Regions from separate parts of the Sus scrofa genome. Here regions 2 and 3 are each linked to region 1. A link is a contact called in public HiChIP or PLAC-seq data. All regions are on one chromosome and are shown on one strand. The core of a region is the stretch at or near the end of the contact, and the rest is flanking DNA. Distances in the headings are between cores, read along the strand shown.

Evidence for each region. HiChIP or PLAC-seq counts read pairs in DNA pulled down with a chosen protein or histone mark.
Region 2: an H3K27ac HiChIP or PLAC-seq map of alveolar macrophages shows a contact between it and region 1. The contact joins the promoter of GLTPD2 here to the enhancer-like site in region 1. A contact is called at or near these places in 3 of 5 promoter capture datasets (fetal liver, liver and skeletal muscle), 26 of 47 Hi-C or Micro-C datasets (alveolar macrophages, blood, brain and 13 more) and 2 of 2 datasets of contacts at active chromatin or transcription factors (alveolar macrophages and skeletal muscle).
Region 3: an H3K27ac HiChIP or PLAC-seq map of alveolar macrophages shows a contact between it and region 1. The contact joins two enhancer-like sites. A contact is called at or near these places in 2 of 47 Hi-C or Micro-C datasets (liver and skeletal muscle) and 1 of 2 datasets of contacts at active chromatin or transcription factors (alveolar macrophages).

The regions. Positions count from the first base shown.
Region 1 is chr12:52,028,460-52,032,057 of Sscrofa11.1, forward strand. It overlaps MINK1 (misshapen-like kinase 1), which reads right to left. Exons shown (of 32, transcript XM_021067776.1): 3 at 2,799-2,855; 4 at 2,582-2,707; 5 at 1-73. Among named protein-coding and RNA genes, the nearest start is that of CHRNE, 31 kb to the left of the region's middle. Within about 2 kb of position 2,237, at least 20 of the 83 cell types and tissues checked have an H3K27ac peak or open chromatin away from gene starts, as enhancers often do. A contact at or near this core is called in alveolar macrophages and omental adipose tissue, where this site is marked.
Region 2 is chr12:52,104,190-52,107,519 of Sscrofa11.1, forward strand. GLTPD2 (glycolipid transfer protein domain-containing protein 2) reads right to left here and starts at 1,945. Exons shown (of 4, transcript XM_003131910.6): 1 at 1,745-1,945; 2 at 1,585-1,649; 3 at 1,155-1,321; 4 at 312-1,061. The coding sequence starts at 1,853. The coding sequence ends at 545.
Region 3 is chr12:52,125,791-52,129,203 of Sscrofa11.1, forward strand. No RefSeq gene overlaps it. Among named protein-coding and RNA genes, the nearest start is that of TM4SF5, 9.6 kb to the left of the region's middle. Within about 2 kb of position 2,096, at least 9 of the 83 cell types and tissues checked have an H3K27ac peak or open chromatin away from gene starts, as enhancers often do. A contact at or near this core is called in alveolar macrophages, where this site is marked.

The DNA.
Region 1 (3,598 bases), core at 987-3,486:
CCTTCAGGGCGTTGCCCTTCGTGTTCTTCACCAGGTCCGTCACGGAACCGGCACCACAGAACTCCATGACCAGCTAGGAGTGAGAAGGGAGACCCACGGTCAGGCCAGGCCTCCTCCCCCTGCCGACCCCCAAGACGAGGACCAGAGGCCCGGGGGCCAGAGACACGGTGAGCTGAGAGTGGGGGCTGCGAGACCCCCTCACAGAGGCCACAGAACGTGCTGAGGTTAGGAGAGACGAGGGGAGGGGTCACAATGGGGAAAGACAGGGGGAGGGGGTCTGGGCTGGGGGAGGGGCTCAAGGAATCCCTGAGGTTGCAGACAAGAGGACGCAGATTTGTGCATTTTCCTTGCGGAAGGGTCTAAAGCTGCCATCAGATCCTCACTGGGACCCCTAAACCCCAAACAGCCAGGAACCACTCTCTGGAACGGGGGTCAGCAGGCAATAGCCAGGGAGCTAAGCATGGTTTTTAATTTTTTTTTTTTTTTTTTTTTGGTTGTGCCCATGGCATGTGGAAGTTCCCAGGTCAGGGATCGAACCCACACCATAGCTGTAAGCAGAGCCACATCAGTGACAATACTGGATCCTTAACCCACTGAGCCACCAGGAAACTCTGGCTTTTACATTTTTAAATGGTTGGAAGAGGAGTTCCCATCGTGGCTCAGTAGTTAACGAACCTGACTAGCATCCATGAGGATTCAGGTTCGATCCCTGTCCTCCCTCTGTGGGTTAAGGATGCAGCATTGCCATGAGCTGTGTAGGTCTGTGTAGGTCGCAGATGCAGCTCGGATCCTGTGTTGCTGTGGCTGTGGTGTAGGCCAGCAGCTACAGCTCTGATTTGACCCCTAGCCTGGGAACCTCCATATGCTGTGGTATGGCGCTAAAAAGACAAAAGACAAAAAAGAAAAAAATTTTTTAAAATAGTTGCGGAGTTCTCGCTGTTGCACAGCGGAAACGAATCCGACTAGGAACCATAGGTTGAGGGTTCCATCCCTGACTTCGCTCGGTGGGTTAAGAAACTGGCGTTGCTGCGTCTCTGGCATAGGCCAGAAGCAACAACTTCAATTAGATCCTTAGCCTGAGAACCTCCATATCCATCCCACAGGTACAACCCTAAAAAAACAAACAAACAAAAAAATAAAGTGAACTTCTGTTTGTTAGGAGTTCCCGTCGTGGCTCAAGGAGTTCCCCTCGTGGCTCAGTGGTTAACGAATCCGACTAGGAACCATGAGGTTGCGGGTTTGCTCAGTGGGTTAAGGATCCGGCATTGCTTTGAGCTGTGGTGTAGGTTGCAGATGCGGCTCAGATCCCACGTTGCTGTGGCTCTGGAATAGGCTGGCAGCTACAGCTCCGATTGGACCCCTAGCCTGGGAACCTCCATATGCCGCAGGTGTGACCCTAAAAAGCAAAAAAAAAAAAAAAAAAATCAAGAAAGAGTCACATGAAATTCAAATCTTTGTGTCCTGAATAAAGATCTTTGGGGATGTGTGCCTTGTCTATGGCTGAGATGGGTAGCTGTCGGAAACTTTATGATCCACGGAGCCTCAAATATGTACATCTGGCCCTTCACAGAAAAAGCTGGCCAATCCCTGACGGAGAGACAAGAAAGGGGCTAAGAATCAGCACGTCCCGGGTCTGCTAGAGACAACAACAGCGCAAGGGGCTACCAGAGAGCTGCAGGAGAGAACCTGAAAGACGTCCGTGGAACCCTGCAAACAGGCAGGGCCAAGGCAGGGAGCTGAGAAGAGGCCCTGGCCAGCCAGCACCTCTAGGGATGCAGAGGCAGAGGCCAAACAAGTCCTCGGGGTGTGGAGTCAGTATCCCTGTCCAATATTTCTCTGACACAAAAAGGCTGGCCAGGATCTGTACATTTACATGCATAACAGAGGTAATTTGCATTCACCCTGCATCTGGGCCTCCCGCTCCCACAGCAGAGCACAGTGGGAGGAGGGGAGAACAGTGCCCATTGGATCCACAAGGGGGCGCCCGGGCACCAGCGCTCAGCCTCGAGTCCTCAAGGATCTCCCACTACACAGAGCCGGCAGGTAAACCTACCAGACCTGTTCCTCTCCTTTCTTTCTTTTTGGGTGTGTGTGTGCGTGTGTGTTCCCCAAAAAATGAAGTGGCTGGGAGGCAGGGACCACAACTCATGACGATCTGTGCAGGGTACACAGAAAGTGCTCAAAGGCTACTTGTCTGGCAACTGCTGGAGGGGGGACCTGGCCTGAGCGCCAACCCCCCAGCCAGTGCTGTGCCCCCACTGCCCTCTCCTCCAGGGCCTGGCTGAGCATCCGAAAAGGGTGAGGCTGGGGAGTTGGCTGGCACCAGCATGCAGGCTGGGGAGGGTGATGACTCTTAGGAATGTTCTGGGCCAGGAGGGAATGTGGGGGAGGCCCAGGAGAGCTGGAGCAAGCTGTGGCTGAGGAATCCTCCAGAAAGGCCTCGCACTGCCTGGAGGAGGCGAGTCTTGCCGCCACCCACAAACGCTTTGATCCGTTGCCTTCCCAGGTGCTGGGCACAAAGGTGGGCAGAGTGGCCAGACCAAGTTGGGGGCGCGGGGACAGACCAGAGCGCGCGTCTCACCCAGAGCTGGTCGTCGTTCCCAGGGGGGCTCTTCTTGATGAAGGCCCCGTAGTAGGTGGCGATGTTGCGGTGGTGAGAGTATTTTTTCAGCATGTTGATCTCCTGCTTGATCTCTTCCTCCTCATCCTACGGGAAGGAGAGGAGTGAGCCCTGAGAGGCCCCCGCCTCCCCTCTCCTCAAGGCTCCGACCCTCCCTCTGCCCCGTGCTGCTCCCTACCTCCGTGACATCCATGACCTTGATGGCAGCCAGCTGCCCGGTCTTGACATGCCGACCCTGCAGGACAGAGAGCCAGGCGGGGGGGCTTGGGTCCATGCTCGGGAAGGGCTTGATTCTGAGAGAGGCCACAGCTTGCGGCTGTTTTCGGTCTCAGAAAGTGCCCCTCACGGTGGCCAGACGCCTCAATTTACGGGCCGCTCACGGGGTGGACAGAGGCCTATAGGAAAACCAGCGCGCCTGGACCCAAGGACTAAGCCAGATAAGGATGAGGGGCTCCTGCCCTCATCACTCAAGGGGGACGAGTGAGGGACCCCTGAGCCCTGCTCCAGCCTCTCTGGCTTAGCCGGCCTGCAGCTGGGGGGCAGACATCTCTCCATCCTCGCTGAGGAGGACGGCCTTTGCTTCTCCAGCACCTTCTACCCAAGACAACAGCCCAGGTGCTCCCGGACCCACCTCTCAGGACAGGAGGCCTTTCCCAGGATCACCGCCCGACCCGAGGCTCTCTATTACTGTCCACAGGAAAGATTCAAGACAGAGCGGAGAATGGAGGGAACTCAGAGACGCACAGAGGCCGCTGCCCCATGGCCAGAGCTGATGGGAAGAAACTTCTTCCAGAGCAGGCCCTTGCCATTCTCCCTCTGCCCCCTCATCCCTCTGGAATTCCTGGTAGGAGCCACCCCAGGCTGGGAAAGCAAGGTCCAGGGCTTCCTGGGGAGGAGCAGATGGGGGTATTGCCAGCCCATGGATTGTTTTTAGCTTCAGCAGTCCTGCAAGACCCCCAGCCCAGAGAAGCGGCGGAA
Region 2 (3,330 bases), core at 695-3,194, 75 kb after region 1:
ACAAGAAGAAGTGCATTTCTCGGAGGAGGTGATTGCATTCGCGTTGGATGTGCTGCACTTGCGGTGTCTATGGCGGTGTCCGGGAAAGAGTAGGCTTTACGGGGTCTGGAGTTCAGCGAGGACAGGTCGGGACTGGAGATTTGGCATGTCGTTGACAACTGAAGCCACAGGAGGGACTGAAATAGGCCAGGGGTAGCATGAGTCTCTCGGCTGCCGGGAACAGGGATGACACACACCTTCCCACATACATTTTTTTCTATTTCCCTTAAGGGCTTGCCGTCATCACACAGAACACGCTAAAAATCGACGGCTACCAAAGAATACTTTTTTATTACCCACAGCTCCTCCCCTCTCCCCGGGATTGCGTAGAGAGAGGCTAAAAGCCCCACTTCCACCGGGGTGGGCCTCCATGGCGATGACGTCACCGTGGGGCGGGGTATATGGCGGCCCCGCCCCCGGCGCCAGGAGGCCTTGCGAAGGGTCAGACGCAACCCAGCGGCTGCCACCCAGCCCCAGGGCACTTCCTTCGTCCTGCCAGCAGGCATCAGGCCAGCTGGAGCAGGCGGCGCTCGGCCAACAAGCCCTGGGTACGGTTGTAGACGTCCTCCAGAGTGCCCGCGGCCTGGGCCAGCGCAGCCCGCGCCTCTGCCTCTTTGACCCCCGGACACGCCAGCTCGAGCAAGCGGCCGCGACCCGGGAAGGCGAGGAATGCGAGGTGGGCGGCCTGACGGACCAGCCAGGGGTGGTGCGGGGCCAGGGCCGTGCTGTAGGCGTCGCTGCACTGGGCGCCGGCGTCCGGGCCTCCGGGCGGCCCGGTTGCCACCCGGTGGAGGCAGAGCTGGGACCAACGTAGCGCACGGTGCAGCAAGAGCATGGTTAGTGAACCCGGGTTCCGGGTCGAGTGCCGAGGGGCTACCCCGGGCCTCTCCCACGCCACCATGGTCGCCAGCGACGTGTAGTGAGCGGCCTCTGGACCGTGCACCAGAGCCTCGAGGACTGTCACTTTGGCGAAGGCCTCGCTTGTGGCGAAAGAGAAGATGGAGCCGAGGGGAGTTAGGAACCTGTATGTGTTCGATGGTGGGAAGGTTTGAGAGAGGGCGATGGTTCAAAAAGAGGCGGGGTCTGGATGGGGTAGGGAGACAACGAGCACTCACCTGACTAGCTCTCTCCACCCTGCCAGGTACTGCGACAACTCCACATCCCCTTTGGGGTTCAGACTGGCGCGGAACGGCCTCATTATGCGGCCCAGCATCCCGTGGGGGCTCAGACACTGAGGCTCTTCCCGTTCCAGTCCCTCCAGGGATCCTGACTGTTGCTGGGCCTGGGGGTTAGATATGAGGTGGGGGGTGGGGGTGGGGGGGAGTGCAGAGCCCCTAGCTTGCAGGGTTCACCACGCCTCGCATTTGGGCTCTGAAGAAATTATTGCTAAGGTCTAGCCAGTGTCCCTCCTGCTGTAACTCTCAGCTTCTAATTGGAGACGGGAGAGAAGGAGGATCCACCTTTCATCAGATCCTCGGCCTGGTCCACTTTCCCTGCTCAGGGTCCTACCTGGAACTCCTAGTCCCAGCCCTGCCCAGAGAGTACCTGGAAAGGTGGCAGTCCTTTGGCAATGCAGGACTGGGTCCCGGATCGGCAGCCTGAGAGGGCGCCTGGAGGAGGTGAGACAGAGCAGTGAGGGCCTTAGGTTCTGAGGGCCTGGAGTCCCGGATTCCTCCTGGAGCAGGTGAGGGAAGGGGCCACTCACGAAGGCTCTGAGCCCAGAGATAAAGAAGCAGTAGCGTGAAGATAATGAGAGGGATTGCACTGCGCCTCCAGCACCGAGGGACCCGCCGAGACAGTGAGGTGACCCCCATGGCTGCTTCAGGGACCACTGCCCTTGCCAGCCCCTGGCTAGTCCTTGTCCCTCCGCCTTCAGGAGAGGAGAGAAGACTGTGGTGCTCTGAGGTGCAAAGTGTTAATAATTAATCTAGTAAGGCCCCCTCCCCTGTGCCCTTTGCCCCAAAGGGCAGCATCTGAGGGGTGAGGGACTGGATGAAGAGGATTTGGGGTATTTAGTAGCAGTGACACGTCTCTACATTTCCCTTCCCTGAATGGCCAGGTTGTAGTGAGACGCAGCCTGGGTATTGTGAAGAGAGGCTGAAGTCAGAACCAGTTCCCCCAATGAGCAATGGTGTGAGCCCTAGGTTGACTCTGTGCTTGAATTCCCTCCACAGTAAATTGAAGGTAATAATAGGTTATTTTGCAAACTTCATGTGAGGATTAAATGCTATTATACGTGCAAACCTTGTAAATGGAAAAGCTTACCACAATTGCTCCATAAATCTTATCTATTAAGTTCAAGCATGGGGCACCTGGGATCCACGGAACACCCACTTCTAAGTTCTCTATCCTATCCCCATGGAATCTTAACTTGATCTGGATGCATGATGTCTTAATCATATACTTTAGGCTGTCTCCTTTTTTTTTTTAATTAAAAAAAATTCTTTTTTGTCTTTTTAGGGCTGCATCTGAGGCATATGGAAGTTCCCAGACCGGCCTACACCACAGCCACAGCAAGGCCAGATCAGAGCCGGGTCTGTGACCTACACCACAGCTCACAGCACTGCTAGATCTGTAACCCACTGAGGGAGGCCAGGGATCGAACCCAAGTCCTCATGGATACTAGTCAGGTTCCTTACTATAGAGCCACAATGGAAACTCCTAGGCTGTCTCCTTTTACATCTTTGAGATTTAATTTTTTTTAAACCTCCAGGTTGATGCCTGAATCATTCATCAAACCAATTTTTATTAACTACTTCCGCATGCCAGGCCTTGTACTAGGCTCCAAGAAGACAAATGTGCCTTCCCAGAGGTCAAGGTCCATTGGGAAATTTACCATCAGTCTGCCCTACTGGAATGTGAGCTCTGATGAAGAAAAGGGCCCTTCTTTTTTTTTTTTTTTTTTTTTTTTTTGTCTTTTTGCTATCTCTTGGGCCGCTCCCGGGGCATATGGAGGTTCCCAGGCTAGGGGTTGAATCGGAGCTGCAGCCACCGGCCTACACCAGAGCCACAGCAACGCGGGATCCGAGCCGCGTCTGCAACCTACACCACAGCTCACGGCAACGCTGGATCGTCAACCCACTGAGTAAGGGCAGGGACCGAACCCGCAACCTCATGGTTCCTAGTCGGATTTGTTAACCACTGTGCCATGATGGGAACTCCCGAAAAGGGGCCCTTCTTGCTACCCTATTTATAGCACTTAGAATATTGCCTGGACCAAAACCCATTATTCCTAAATAAGTATATATGGAATAAACAAAGGAACTTATATGAGGGGCAGGCAAATCAGTG
Region 3 (3,413 bases), core at 846-3,345, 97 kb after region 1:
ATTGATCAAAGCTGGACTTCATTGAAATTGAAAACATCTGCTTCATAAAAGACACTGTCAAGAAAATAAGACAAGTCACAGACGGAGAGAAAAATAATTGCAAAAGACCTATCTGTTGAAGGATTGTTATTCAAAACATACAAAGAATCGTGGTACCTCCAGACAATAGACTGTTCCTCAGTACTGAGAGACATGAGCTTGCCGAGCTCTCGATTAACTTCCAGCATTGTCACTGCCCCGGCATCGATGCCTGGCCTGGGAGCTTTTGCATGCCCTGGATTTGCCGCCCGCTCCCCCCGCCCCCCACCAAAAAAACCCCAGCTATATGACCTTCTGGAAAAGGCAAAACTCTGGAGACAGTAAAAAGGTCAGTGGGTTGACAGAGGTTCAGGGACAGGGAGGGGAGAGCAGGCAGAGCTCGGGGTTTTTAGGACAGTGAAGTTTTCTGCATGATTCTGTAATGATGGATTCGTGTCATTATATGTTTGTCAAAACCCATAGATGGTACAACACCAAGAGTGAACCCTGTGTAGACTGTGGACTTTGGGTAGTTAGGATACGTCAGTGTAGGCATTGTAACCAGTGTACCCCTCTGTGGGGGCCTGTCGATAGTGGGGGAGACCCCGCATGCGTGGGGCAGTGGGGACATGGGACTTCCTGTACTTTCTGTTCGCTTTTGCTGCTCTGTGACCCTAAAACAGCTCTAAAAATAAGACCTTTTTTTTTTTTTTTTTTTGCTTTTTAGGGCCATACCCTTGGCATATGGAGCTTCCCAGGCTAGGGAATCACATTGGAGCTACAGCCTCTGGCCTGCACCACAGCCATAGCAACACAGGATCCAAGCTGCACCTGCAACCTACACCACAGCTGGCGGCAACGCCGGATCCTTAACCCACTGAACAAGGCCAGGGATTGAACCCGCATCCTCATGGATACCAGTGAGGTTTGTTTCCGCTGCGCCACAATGGGAACTCCCCCGAAAAACATTTTAAATCAAGGATGTGAGGTGATGGGTGTTAACTTCCAGTTGTAATCATTTTGCAACACGTACATGTGTATATCAAATCATTATGTTGTACACTCAAAATCTACGCAGTGTTGGAGTTTCTCGTGGTGCAGAGGGTAAAGCATCCAGTGTTGTCACTGCAGCAGCTTGGGTCACTGCTGTGGCACAAGTTTGATTCCTGGAACTTCTGTGTGCGTGCCATAGGTAAGACAAAAAAAAAAAAGTTCGGGAGTTCCCAGCGTGGCTCTGCGATTAATGGACCTGACTAGGATCCATGAAGATGTGGGTTTGATCCCCGGCCTCACTCAGTGGGTAAAGGGTTGCTGTGGCTGTGGTGTAGGCCGGTAGCTGCAGCTCTAATTTGACCCCCTAGCCTGGGGCCCTAAGAAAACACAACAAAACAAAAAAAGCTTCAACTGACAACCAGAGACTTTTTAGAAGGGAAATATTCCTCAGATGGTGAAGAGTGTTTGAATCCATATTTTGCAGTAGACACCCTGCAAATATAGCCCTTCAGTATTTCCCTTCCTTCTCAGAGCCGAAAGCCCCAGAGCCCAAGCCTGCTGCCCCTGCTTCGCCCTCCGCTATATGTTTGTGCTGAGTAGACACAGAGATGCCAGCAAAAAATGCATGCTGCTCTCATGTTTACACGACCCCGGAAGTTTTGGGGAATAGATTCTGTAAGCAGGAAGAGGTGGCGTTTCCTGAGAAAAGGCCTCAGCTCTGCAGGGATTAGGGAGGAGGGGGGAAGAGGCGGCGAGCTGGGAAGGAAGAGCCGTCCGTGAACCCTCTGCCAGCGAGACCCAGTCCTGGGTGCGGCGCAAGGACAAGGTCGCTGGAGCAGGTGCGCCACGCCTGGGGTCTCTCTCTCCAGGGGAAGATGATCTAACTGTGGCTGTGAACATTGCTTAGCTCCTTGTAACGGGAGGCTAGCAAGGCGGGCTCCTGAGCAGGGGAGGGTCACTTCCTGGTCAGTGTCACTAAGAGGCATCAGTCACCACATCCGCGTCAAGGAAGCGATGGGGCAGCCCAGCTGGGAACACGTGGTGCTCTGTCCCCTCCGGAGGTCCCCTCCATGGGTCTCCAGAGGGTCGTTAGAGACATTCTGTGGGCCCATGAGAGGGGGCTTTTCCGTGGTCCCCCTTTCCCTTGAGCTAACCTGGGCCATGTGTTCATTTGCCACGGCTGCCATCACCAAGTGCGGTGGACGGTGGACGGGGTGACTTAGCGGTATTTATTTCCCACAGTTCTGGAGGCTGGAGGTCTGAGATCAAGGTATAGGATTGGCCTCTTCTGAGGCCCCTTTCTTCGGCTTGTAGATATGGTGGCCATCTCCCTGTGTCAACACATGATCTTTCTTCTCGATGGCTGTGTCAGAGTCCTCTTTTTATAAGGACATTGGTCATATTAGATTAGAGTCCCGTGTAATGACCTCTTTTTGACTTAATTACCTCTTTAAAGATCCTGTCTGCAATGACAGTCACGTTCTGTGGCTCGGAAGGTTAAGACTTCAGCCTATGATTTTGGGGAAGATAAACAGTTAAACCCTTAACAAGCAGATAAATCTCCCTCCCAACCACAGAGCAAGATTAGAACAATAATAATAACCTCCATCTGTAACTCCCAATTTTATCAGCATTATCAGAGGAAGAAAGAGATATGCTTAATTTCTTGATTGCACTGGGGGGACTCACAGTGTGTTAGTTTACTCCTTTTTTCTTTTTTGGCCACCCACGGGCATATGGCGTTCCCAACTTCGACAATGCCGGATCCTTAACCCGCTGTGCCAGCCCCGGGGATTGAACCTGCATCCCAGCGCTGCAGAGACACCGCCAGTCCTATCACACCACAGCAGGAACTCTGATTTTCTTCTTGACTTCAAGTCAAGAAATACAAGTTAAGAATACTTTTGAGGCATTCCCATCGTGGCTCAGTGGTTAACGAACCTGACTAGTATCCATGAGGATTCAGGTTCGATCCCTGGCTCAGCAGGTTAGGGATCCCGCATTGCTATGGCTGTGGTGCAGGCTGGCAGCTACAGCTCTGATTCGACCCCTAGCCTGGAAACCTCCATATGCTGTGGGTGCAGCCCTAAAAAGACAAAAAAAAAAAAGAAAGAAAGAAAGAAAGAAAGAAAGAATACCTTTGAAAATATTAAGGGGGAAGCAGTAGGGAAATTTAAAAGTAGAATATATGCCTTCCACAGTTCTAGAGAAGATAAAAGCAAAGGTAATCCATCTAGCAGAACATAAAGCATAAAGGGAGCCTAAGAAACAGAAAGCATAAAATAAGATGACTAATAGGACTTCCCTGGTAACTTGGGGTTAAGGATCTGGCATTGTCACTACTGTGGGTCAGGCTGTAGCTGTGGCGTGGTTTCAGCCCTTGGCCTGGGAACTTCCCCATG